Linked DNA regions of Mus musculus: region 1 is linked to region 2. The links are chromatin contacts, called in public HiChIP or PLAC-seq maps. All regions are on one chromosome and are shown on one strand. Each heading gives the region's core, a stretch centred on a gene start, on an enhancer-like site or on the middle of the called end of the contact. The rest is flanking DNA. Distances are from core to core; before and after follow the strand shown.

Evidence for each region. HiChIP or PLAC-seq counts read pairs in DNA pulled down with a chosen protein or histone mark.
Region 1: an HNF4G HiChIP or PLAC-seq map of pancreatic cancer cells shows a contact between it and region 2. The contact joins two enhancer-like sites. A contact is called at or near these places in 1 of 115 datasets of contacts at active chromatin or transcription factors (pancreatic cancer cells) and 1 of 9 other capture datasets (embryonic stem cells).

The regions. Positions count from the first base shown.
Region 1 is chr11:116,520,792-116,526,914 of GRCm38.p6, forward strand. No RefSeq gene overlaps it. Among named protein-coding and RNA genes, the nearest start is that of Sphk1, 8.6 kb to the right of the region's middle. Within about 2 kb of position 3,145, at least 83 of the 459 cell types and tissues checked have an H3K27ac peak or open chromatin away from gene starts, as enhancers often do. A contact at or near this core is called in pancreatic cancer cells, where this site is marked.
Region 2 is chr11:116,884,149-116,890,214 of GRCm38.p6, forward strand. No RefSeq gene overlaps it. Among named protein-coding and RNA genes, the nearest start is that of Mgat5b, 32 kb to the right of the region's middle. Within about 2 kb of position 1,808, at least 85 of the 459 cell types and tissues checked have an H3K27ac peak or open chromatin away from gene starts, as enhancers often do. A contact at or near this core is called in pancreatic cancer cells, where this site is marked.

The sequences.
Region 1 (6,123 bases), core at 1,895-4,394, 360 kb before region 2:
GAGAAGTGAATGGGTGAGGTATCTCTTGTATTGTTTGAACAACCTTGCAGAGGAGTTTTAAGGAAGAAACAAAAAGAAAAAATAAACCGGGTAGCACACACCTTTAATCCCAGCACTCAGGAGGCAGAGGCAGGTGGGTCTCTGAGTTCGAGGCCAGCCTGGTCTATAGAGCAAGTTCCAGGACAATCAGGGCTACACTGAGAAATCCTGTCTTGAAAACAGAGAGAGAGAGAGAGAGAGAGAGAGACCTAGAGAGAGAGACAGAGAGATAGAGACAGAGACAGAGAGAATAAAAGGTATAGTATACACTGCCTGTCTTTGTCTCTTTTCCTGTTGCTGTGATAAAACCCTTTGCCAAAAGCAACTGAAGGAGAACTGGGTTTTCAGCTCACAGTTCAGGGTTACAGTCCACCATCCATAGAAAAGTTACTGTGGCCAGAGCTCCAGATAGCTACCTCATACAGTGCTCATCCAAGCAACAGAGAGCAAAGGGTAAATGTATGCTTGTATGCTTCTCAGCTGCCTTGAGCTATTTATGCTGTCCAGGACACACCCAGGGGATGGCTCCACCCACAGTGGGCGGGTCTTCCTACTTTAAGGCTATTCTGATAATCCTCATCTATCTCTCTGGGAAGTCTAGATTTTGTCGAGTTGACAATTGGCACCGCCTCTGAGCTCCTCTGCTTTTCAGAGCACCCTTTACATTTTTTTTAAAAAAGATTTATTTATTTATTTATTTATTTATTTATTTATTTATTTATTATATGTAAGTACACTGTAGCTGTCTTCAGACACTCCAGAAAAGGGCGTCAGATCTTATTATAGATGGTTGTGAGCCACCGTATATGGTTGCTGGGATTTGAACTAATGACTTTCACCTTCGGAAGAGCAGTCGGTGCTCTTACCTGCTGAGCCATCTCACCAGCCCTATACATTTTATATATATATTTAAAATATCCATATTTTATTCCCAGTGGTAGAGTGCTTACCCAGTGCTCACTAAGAGATCAATCCCCAGCATGGGGGAGGGGGAACTCATTTTTTTTTTTTTATTTTAAAGAAATGTTGTTAACCAATTAATCTACAAGCTTCAAAATAAGAGACAGCAAAAATCAAAATCCCAGCTAGGTATGATGTCACACGTCTTTAATCTTAGCACTCTGGAGACACAGCCAGGCAGATTTCTATGAGTTTGAGGTCAGTCTGGTTTACATAGTGAGTTCTGGCAAGCCAAGGCTACTTAGCGGAACCCTTTCTAAACAAACAAACAATAAAATAAATAAATAAATAGTCTAGTTGGTTGTGGTAGAACATTCCTGGCCCCCAGCACTAGGGAGGTAGAGGTAGGAAGGTAAGGAATTCTAAGTCCCTCTTGGCTACCCAGTGAGTTTAAGACCAGGCTGTTCTCCATTATAACTTGCCTCAAAACAAAGGGCTAGAGAGATGACTCAGTGGGTAAAGCGCTTGCTTTGCAAACACAAGCACCTGAGTTTGGATACCACAGAAAGGCTGGGTGTGGCGGCATGCCGGCATGCCTGCCCATAACCCCAGAGCCAGGAGGATGGGGCCTGGCTGGGCACTCACTGGCCAGCCACTTTAATCAAAAATAGTGAGTTTTAGGATCAGGGGTGGACCCTGTCTCAAAAAATAAGATGTCACCCACTGGCTCATTGCCTCAAGACCACATCTAGCCATAGACATCCTATGCATACCACACACACGCACATGGACACTCACGTGTACACACACACACACACACACACACACACACACACACACGATAAGACTGGGGCGAGCTGTTGGGTCACATGCTGGGATCCTAGCAGAAGGAGGGAAAGGCAGAGGTGGTTCAGGAATTCAAGGTCATCCTGGGCTATATGTGGACTTGTCTTAAAAAAAAAAAAAGTAAAAAGTAATAATGATTTTAAAGGAGGGAGAAACAAAAAGAAAGAAAACCAAAGAAAGAAGAACAAAGGAAGAAGAGAAAAGAAGAGAAGAGAAAAGAAAAAGCAGGAAGAAGGCCAAGCTCTCCAGCACCTAGGCAGGTGATCGATCGATCCCTTGGTGACCACACTCCATTCTGACTGAACCGGGAGAGGAAGCAGCTGGGATCATCTGACAGTGCCTTGAAGGAGAAACGACATCTCAACTCATGTTCAGATGCGGTCACATAGCTGTGGTCAGGACTTCAGGGCACTGAGCGGAGGGAAGGAGGGAAGGAGGGACATGCCACTTCTGGAAACTGACTTTCCCAACTCATGGGAGCAGCGTCATGCTCTGCTGTATGAAGCCTCTTCATCCAGCCTGCGTGGGACAAAGCCCTTGTCCAAAGCCCCAGCTGTCCAGTGCACCCCGTGAAATCATTACTTAAATTACTAGGCTCGTGTCTGCAAAGAATTCAAGGCTTTGACCTTCAGGAACCGAGCCTCCAGGGAAGGGGAAGTTCTATTTTTGGGATGTGGATAATGAGAGAGAGGAGCAGGCAAGCCTCGCTCCTGGCTTTGTGGTATCTTTTCCAGCTTGATGAATCAGGGCATCTGCCTCCCTCTCCCTCTATTGCCCCTGGCCCTCAATAATTTGGCTACAACTGTGGCAGCCCAATAGGTGTGCATTTGTACAAAAGAAATGTACGCCCCTAAGGGCAGCATTCCCAAAGTCTCCTGTGCTTGTGGAGGGACCCCATCAGGTAAGTGAACATGGCCCCAGATCACGAAGCACGAAGTCACTGTTTGGCTGGGGGCCAGAGCTAACCCACTGTCTGTCTGTTTGCTTTGGGTAACACCCAAGGACACACATTCTGAGGCCTGTGAAAGTAGAAAACACTTCAAAACCAAAAAGCACGGGGAAAACCACGCGCACACCCATCCTCTCGGAGCCCAATCTCTACACTGGGTTCCTGGGATGCAGAGGGATCCCTGCTTCCTAGTCCCTGACTGCAGGGGCGCTGATCCTGCTTCCTGCAGCCCCTCCTCTTTCTAGGACCTGCCAAATCTGTTGGTTTGGCATAGCTTCTCTTGCTCAGGAGGTAAAGTCGTCAGACTAGGATTCCTGAGCAAACCAGGAAATATCCATCCTGCTAGGATTCAGGATGTGGGGCTGGGCAAAGGCCAGGCCACAGCCCACTGCAGGCCCAAATGGAAGATGATGTCAGAGGGAGCCTAAGAAATGTTTCCACTGAGCGACTCTTTCCAATGTCTGTGGCTGGTTAGCCTGGCCCAGCCTTGTCACAGAAGAATAAAAGCAACTGGGCTTCCAGATCACATGACCGGAGGTGGCAAAGCTACAGAGTTCCATTGGTGTCTGGGGAGGGAAAGGAGAGGACAGTGCCCATGGGTGAGCTCTTTCTGCAAAGCAGTATCAGGAAATTGTGCCAGGCTGAGAATGGACGGGCTGGGCTGCTTCCAATCCCTTCCATAGGCGAAAGGATGGGGTTTTGCAAGCCTGTCAGTACTACATTTAGCAACGATGCTAGATTCTTCCTCTTAGGTAATTTTCAGAAATGGAAACTAATTTTTCTCTAGGCTCTAGATGAGTCTAAGATACAGTCTATAGGTTCATGCCTCAGTCCCAGCAAGCCTGACTCCAGCCCCACTCGATCTAAGTGCTTTTGTGGAAAAGCAAAATCCTGGGGGTAAAACCAGAGACGGGAAGTTGGGAAAGGAGGTTCCAGAGCCAAGTGAGGACAGATTGACATTATTTCCCTCTGTGGTTAGCAAAACAGTGGCCTCCCCTCTGTCTCTGGCGCCTGTGAATGAACATATTACATTATGTGCAGAAGGGACCTTGCAGATGAGATGGGAATCTAGAGTGTTTGCTTGGGACACTCCCAGTCCTGGAGTCAGTCTTTAGCCTGTAATCGCAGCTCTTGGGATACGGAGGCAGGATCAGAGTTCTAGATCCTTCTCAGTTACACAGGCCACTTTTTTTTTTTTTTTCCGAGACAGGGTTTCTCTGTATAGCCCTGGCTGTCCTGAAACTCGCTTTGTAGACCAGGCTGACTTTGAACTCAGAAATCCGCCTGCCTCTGCCTCCTGAGTGCTGGAATTACAGGCCAGCATCACCACGCCCGGTTTACACAGGCCACTCTTGACCCGCCCTCCTCCCCACTCCTCAAAGAAGAGGAGGAGAAAGAGGAAGAGGAGGAAAAAAAGACACAGAGTGGGTGTCTCTTACAGAACTAATTACTCACCGGAGAATAGAGAGCCCCACCCCCTTGCGGTTACAGAAATCTATATAGATTTTGGCCTGAGAGTAAAGGCAAATTGTTGCTTTTTCTATAGGAAAGTTAGTTTTTATTCCTAAAGCAATGGAAAAGCACAGATTTATTGGGGAGGGCAACCTGGGAAGGTCTGATGAGTTCTGATATGTAGAGCTCAGGCTGGCTGACTTGTGGAGACTGGATTGTAAGGTTCACACCTGCTTAAGTGTCACAGTCAGCAGCACAGATCTGAGTCCCCATGGGATGCTCTCATTATTATGGGATGCTCCCATCCATATGGGATGCTCCTCCCATCAGTATGGTATGCTGCCATCAGTTTGGGATACTCCCGTCAGTATGCGATGCTCCTCCTATCAGTATGGCATGCTGCCATCAGTATGGGATGCTCCCATCCATATGGGATGCTCCTATCAGTATAGGATACTCCCATCAGTATGAGATGCTCCTCCTATCAGTATGGCATGCTGCCATCAGTATGGGATGCTCCCATCCATATGGGATGCTCCTATCAGTATGGGATGCTCCCATCAGTATGAGATGCTCCTCCCATCAGTATGGGATGCTCCCATCAGTATGAGATGCTCCTCCCATCAGTATGGGATGCTCCCATCAGTATAGGATATTCCCATCAGTATGAGATGGTCCTCCTATCAGTATGGCATGCTGCCATCAGTATGGGATGCTCCCATCCATATGGGATGCTCCTATCAGTATGGGATGCCCCCATCAATATGAGATGCTCCTCCCATCAGTATGGTATGCTGCCATCAGTATGGGATGCTCCCGTCAGTATGGGATGCTCCTCCCATCAGTATGGCATGCTGCCATCAGTATGGGATACTCCCATCAGTATGAGATGCTCCTCCCATCAGTATGGCATGCTGCCATCAGTATGGGATGCTCCCATCCAAATGGGATGCTCCTCCCATCAGTAAGTGCTGGAGGTCTGAGACAAGGGGAGATGACTGTGGACGGCTCTCACTAAGGAGCCCTTGGTAGCCCTAGTCAGACACTTGTGAACGGGCGAACAGATTGGAAGGAGCCCTTGTTGCTTTGATTTTTTTCAAAACCTACTTTTCATGATGGTTTTTAAATGCTTCAGCGTCCCCTCTAGCCCACCACCCACCTGAAGCAGTGGAAAAGGAAGGTTACTAGGATTCGGCGGAAGTGGACCTGTTTAGAAATGGTTCTCTGCAGCGATTTCAATCTCCAATTGTCAGGATACCAGTGGTCCAGTTTAGTAATGTCAAGATAGCAAACAGGAATCAGCAGCATTGGCATGACCCAGAAGAAATAGCCAGGCCTCTGCCGAATCGGCACAAGTCAGCAGGAGTAACCAAGACCAGCAAGGATGCCAGGAGAATTTCTCTGCCATGCTTCTCTCAACAAAGTGAAGATCAGCGCTTGGGATGTAGAAGTAAGAGTATCTCTGTGAGTGAGTTCAAGGCCTGTCTGGTCTACACAGCAAGCTCTAAGACAGATAGAGATACATAATGTGACCCTGTCTCAAAACAACAACAACAAGTCTGAGGATGGAGTTGAGTTGGTAGAGTCCTTACCTAGCACGAAAGAAGCCCTTTGTTTTATCCCTAATATCCTAGAAACTGGGTGTGATGGCACATGCCTGTGCCCCAGTGCTTGAGGAGAGTGGATGGATTCAGGAACATCAAGAATTCAGGGACATCCTTGAGACCAATTTGGGATAGAAGAGAAGGAGAAGGAAGAGGAGGAAGAGAAGAAAGAAGAAGAAGAGGAGGAGGAGAAGAAGGAGGAGGAGAAGGAGGAAGAGGAGAAGGAGGAAGAGAAAAAGAAAGAAGAGAAGAAAGAGAAGGAAGAGAAGGGAAAGGAGGAGGAGGAGGAGGAGGAGGAGGAGGAGGAGGAGGAGGAGAAAAAGGAGGAAGATC
Region 2 (6,066 bases), core at 558-3,057:
CCTCTACCTCCCAAGCGCTGAAACTCTAGGCTTGTTCCTCTATGCCTGCTTTTGCACAGTGCTGGGGATAAACCCAACTGCCTACACAGCCCCAGCCCAGCCCCAGCCCAGTGCCTCCCCACCACCACCACATCCCGCCCCAGGCTTAGCCCTCCTAGTATCTTTATGAAAGGGAGAAAGTGGGTCAGAATCAGAGAAAAATTGACATCAGTTGCAAAGATCAGAGAGGGGTAGAAAAGACAAAGCCGCGCCTGAGGAATGAAGGAGGGAAACTTCTGGCTTTGAAGATGAACGAATAAATGCAGGAAGCCTCTAGAAGTCAAGAAAGCAGAGCCTCTCGATCCTCTGGATAGCACAGCCATCTCTCCGGCAACATGTATTTTATTTAATGAGTGATCTGTCTTTATATATACCAGAAAAAGCAATCAGATCCCATTATAGATGTGAGCCACGATGCAGTTGCAGGGAATTGAACTCAGGACCTCTGGAAGAGCAGTCAAGTGCTCTTAACTGCTGAGCCATCTCTCCAGCCCATATTTAGATTTGTTCATTTTTATTTCATGTGTGCTTTGTTTCTGTGCACCACATGCATACCTGGTGCCTGTAGAGAACAGAAGAGCTCATCAAATACCGCAGAACGATCCCAGACGATTCCGAGTGACCGTGTGGTGTTGGGGCTCAAACCCTGGTTCTCTGGAAGAGCAGTCCTCTCATCTGCTGAGCCATCTCTCCAGCCCATAAACAAAAACGTAAAAGAAAGAAAAGACCTGTTCCGGTCAGACCAGAATTATGATGGCTAGGATGCCCCGTCTTGTATCTTGAAATGCAGTGGACATGCCTGCTCTATAAGGTCTCCATACACTTTAAGACCCTTTTTTTTTCTTCTGCAAGTCGATGGGTCTAGATACCCAAGATAGTCTCGAACCTGGGCTGTAGAGTGCTTGCCTAGTATGCTCAGACCCCCGGTTTCCATTCCCCAGTGCTATTAAAACAAAAACAAAAAACAAAAAATTGGGCTTTGTGGCACATGATTGTAGTCCTGCACTCAGGAGTCAGAGGCAGGACGATCAGGAGTCGAAGGTCAGCCTTGGCTATGTTTTTGAGGCCAGCCTGGGCTATAGACTCCAAATCAAATCAAATTTATTCCAGATGATTCGGGGGAAAGACTCAGCCACAGCTGTCCAGCTCTTGAATCCTCTCATAGAGTGCAGAAATCAGTTCTTGGTACGGAGGCTGGGTGCATATCCTACGATGCCCAGCAGAGGGCAACCGACTCTTGCGATCTGTTTTTACAGCTTTGGATCTAGGCCGAGACTGAACTCGTGATCTGGGATGCAAGAGGTGTGGAGCCGGCATAGTAAATAGCTCGGTTTAAGGGACGTCTCTGCTGTGTTTCAGTCTCCCACGCTTAGGTCTCCGAGGTGTCACTGTCCTATGTGTTCTGTTGTCCCGACGTGAATCTCTAAGTTTATAGGTAGACTTTCCGAAAGAAGAGCCAGTGAAATGGTTCAGCGGAGACTGTCCTGACACCTTCCCTTTGTGTGTGTGTGTTGTGAGGAAGGGCAGGGGGTGCGGGGCAGGGCGCGGGGGTGCTGGGGGATCCCTGGCATCCTCTGGCTCTGCGCAGACCCAGTTGAAAAGAAACTTAGGTTCCTTCACCCTGAACTCCCTCTGCGTGTACAGGGATCCTACTGCTCTCCGCCTCTCCGGGGGTGGGGGTTGGGGGGACGGAGGGGGCGAGGTGAGGAGGGAGGGAAGGGGAGGGGAGGGAGGTGACTGATCCTCTGAAAGGGAATCCGGAAGCCCTTGGCTGGCTTCAGCAGGTTGCTAAGGAACAGGAGGCCTCAGGGGTGCTCTGCAGGTGAGTTGGATCCCTTGCCAGCTGTCTGCTTCGCAGTTTCTGTTCCCCCTTGAGCACCGGGGTGGGGGTGGGGGGAAAAGGGGGGTGCAGCTGGTTACCCAGATCTACCACCTACTTCTGTAACAAACTCAGCACCTGTCTCAGGCTGACAAGGGCCCAGATGGGACAATGGGTTTACTGCAGCTCCGGTCTTCCCAAGTCTAAGGGTTTTTTTTCTCATGAGTGGCTGTCTCTCCCATCTCTGTGTGGGCTGGGCTTTAGTTTTATGTAGGTAGTGGTTAAACCAGGGCCTTATGCATGCTAAACAAACACTCTGTCGCTAAGCCACACCCACAGTCTAAAGGCAGGTGGATGTTGTTGTTGTTGTTTTTGGGCATGTTGGCACACAACTTCACTTCCAGTACTTGGGAGATAGGATGACAGATCTGTGAGTTCAAGGTTGGCCTGGTCTGCATAGCCAATGTTAAGCCATCCAGGAATGCATAGTGAGACCCTTCCTCAAAACAGAAGTTATTCTTTGAGAGTTTCATTGGTGTGTATAGTGTTATTTTGGTCACCCTCTCATCTGTCTCCCACTCCCTGAACCACATCTTCCAAAGAAAAATCCCCTTGGCTTCGTGGGGGGGGGGGGAGGGGAGGGGAGAGGGAGGCAGAGAGAAAGAGAGAGACAGAGACAGAGAGACAGAGAGACACTCAGGAGCCAGGGTTTCAGCCCTCGTCCAGAAGCAAAGTAGACACTCGCTCAGAACTGCAAACACAATGATACTCTCCTTGTCACTGTGGTTGAAATGGGGACAGATAAACTCTGGTTCAAGTTACCACCTGTCGCTCCTCAGGTGTCATTGTGGATGAGAGTTCTTAACTGTCACTTTCATCAAGCTAGAACCTGGGAGAAATGGCTGGGTGACCGAGTCCTTGTGTCCCACACTGCAGGGAGCTCAGACCACCACGGGGCACCAAAGAGATGGGCACAGAGGAAACTGTGCCCAGTGAGTGGACACTGAGAGGGTCCCATTGCCCAGTGCCCACCCAGTTGGAAGTACTGTCTATTCTGGGCCCCAGGAGAGTAATGGGGAGAGCTAGGGTCAAGGCAGGAACAGTGGGAGGGGAGGGGGTGTCATCTGGTCCAAACCTCTGCATCTGCACGCCCCCTGCCCCTCATCCCCCATCCTTAGATCTGCAGAGTCCAACCAAAGAACAGGATGGAGTTTTCTGGTTCATCTCCTGCTTCTGCAGGTGCAAGCTCTTGCTGGGGATATAGATGGAGCTCTGAGGTGGGGAAAGAGGGTGGGGCCTTGCTTCTCTGAGGTGTGGGCCTCGGTGTCAGAATGAGGCAAAAGGGGGAGGGAGGAGGGCTTAGGAGGCTCATTCAGGGCCTTCCTGGGATGGGTGCATTTCTGGTTTCATGACCTCAATTCCCCCTCCCCCCAGTGACATCCAGGGTAAAGAAAAGCGACTTTACATACAAGGGGCGATACGTGGAGGTTCAGGCTTCTCTGAGGGGATGCAGGACTGCTGCCAAGGCCAGGTCCGAACCTCTGTGTTGTTCATACTGCTTGGATCTAGTGGATTCTTACTGTTCATTGGCATCAGTTTTATAGATGTGAAGAAAATACTCAGTTTTCAAGATTTGAACTGCAAGTGTCACAGCGACACTCAACTCACCCTTTTCTCATTCTCACCTGACTCAGCCTCTCCTCCTCCTGCCTCCACAGGATTTTCCGTCCCCTCCGCAGGCTCCCTGTACCCTGAGCGGTCAGTACACGTGGGCCTGCCTCACAGTCCTGGGTTCACCAGCCTCTGGCTTGGCACAGCTTCAAGGTCTTCTGCATGTGTGCCTCTCGCTGCAGGATGAGCCAGAGACCCCTCTCCTGCCATTTGTCATCAGCCATGGGTGGAAGAGTCAGGCAGGCTTGGTCAGACTTTTTGTTTGATTGTTTGTTTTTCTGAGACAGGGTTTCTCTGTGTACCTTGGCTGTCCTGGAACTCACTCTGTAGACCAGGCTGACCTCGAACTCAGAAATTCTCCTGCCTCTGCCTCCCAAGTGCAGGGATTAAAGGTGTGTGCCACCACGCCCAACGTGGTCAGACTTTTATGTGTGCAAAATAACCTTTCTGCAAATGACATCTCATCACAGGTTCTGCAATGTGAGCATGGGTTTTTTATGGGAGGGGTTTCTTATTGATATAGTACAGGGGAAAGCAGGTATGTACTGGGGTGCAGCTTGAGTTTCTTAGCTGTATCCACTTCTGGGCCCCTTTGTACTGTGTGTGTGTGTGTGTGTGTGTGTGTGTGTGTCTGTGTCTGTGTGTCTGTTTATCTGTCTGTGTCTCTCTGTAGGGGTGTGTGTGTTTGTATGTATGTATGTATGTATGTATGTGTGTCTCTCTGTAGGTGTGTGTGTGTCTGTTTGTATGTGTCTCTTTGTAGGGGTGTGTGTGTGTGTGTGTATCTGTCTGTCTGTGACTCTGTAGGTATGTGTGTATGTGTCTGTCTCTCTTTGGTTGTGTCTCTCTGTAGGTATGTGTATTCTCTGTGTGTTACTGGAGATGGAACACAAGACTTCACGTATATTAGGCAAGCCATCTATTGTTAGTGCATGTGTGTGGCAGATGTGTTGTGCCACGGTGCACATCTGGGAGCAGAGAGGACAGCGTTAGTCGGGGTAAATGCAGGTCATCAGGCTTGACAAGCACCCTCACCTGCCGAGCCGTCTACACAAACACCCTCACCTGCCGAGCCGGCTACACAAGCACCTTCACCTGCCGAGCCGTCTACACAAGCACCCTTACCTGCCCAGCCGTCTACACAAGCACCCTTACCTGCTGAGCCGTCTACACAAGCTGAGCCGTCTACTGGACCCTTCGCCAGGTTTTAAATTTTGAGATGAAGTTGCTGAGGCTGACGTTGGACTCTTAAATCCTCCTGTCTCAGCCTCCAGAGTAGGTGGTAATCTAGGCCACTGTCACCAGGGACACGTATTGAGTGTCTTCTCTTGGCCGCAGCCCTCCCACACACCTATACTCTCCCCCTCCGGCACCTGCTCACTTTATAAGCCCCTAAAGCAGACTGAAGGCTCTTCCTAGAACTCCACCCACCCGCCTTCCTCCGTTCTAGTACTGCGCAGTAGAGCAAGATCATCCTCTGGTTCTCCACCCTGAGGCTCCCCCTACACTGAGGGCCTCTGGCGACTGAGCAAGCCTTCGTAAGGATGGCCTGGACATTTGGGTGCTAGAAAGCACTATTCTGGCGGTCCCTCGCTGAATTCTGTGTGATGGGCAGTCTCTCCCAGCTGGAGCACACAGGTATCTCATCTGAGCAGTGTGGTGACTGAGCCAGGTTCGATGCACTTTGAAGGGACCAAGAGAAGGACAGAGCATCCACTGGGACTTAGTCACAGGGTTGGGGTGGCCATTTCTTCCCCTCTACCCAGGATCCAGGCCTCAGGTACCTGCTTGTGGGGCTGATATTTTTGTTTTGTTTTGTTTTTAATTTTACTATGAATGTGGGCCTGTCTGTCTGTCTGTGTACCATGTACATACTTGGTGCCCACAGAAGCCAGAAGAGGGATCTGTCTGGTGTTTCAGACAGTAATGAGCCTTCATGTGGTTGCTGGGAATTGAACCTGGGTCCTCTGGACAAGAAGCAAGTGTGGGTTTTTCTGGTACATGGTGAGCTGTACCATGTTTCACCTTGCGAGGCAGACAGGACAGTCCCTCTCTCCATGTTCTGCTCTGAGGAGGAGAGATGGAACAGGGCCCGAGATCTGAACCTTTCTCATCCCAGGCCTGCTTGCTCAGTCCAGGCCTCATGTTTTTTTTAGATGCTGGCTTCTTCCTCTGAAATCTCTATTAGCAGGCAGTTCGCGCCCAGCTTGAGACTCTGGCTAACAAGGCACTCCTACCTGCGGAGGCCAGGCTGGAGAGGGTGTATGCTTCCTCCTCCGAAATTCTATGTGGGTTAATTAAAACTGCGGAGAGCCTTTCTCCTGAATTATTTACAACTTCAAGGAGACCAAACAACGACCATGGAGTCTAGTTACAAATGCTTGTGCCTCTCCTTAGTGGGGGTGCAAGGCAGGCTCCAAGGCTAGGGTGGGGGAAAGGAGGGGGGAGTCGTCCTTCCAGGGCTTTGAATGGCTTCATTTCAGGAAGCCACAGGAGCCAGGTGATGCCCCGTCATGCGGGAAGCCAGCTGCAGAACG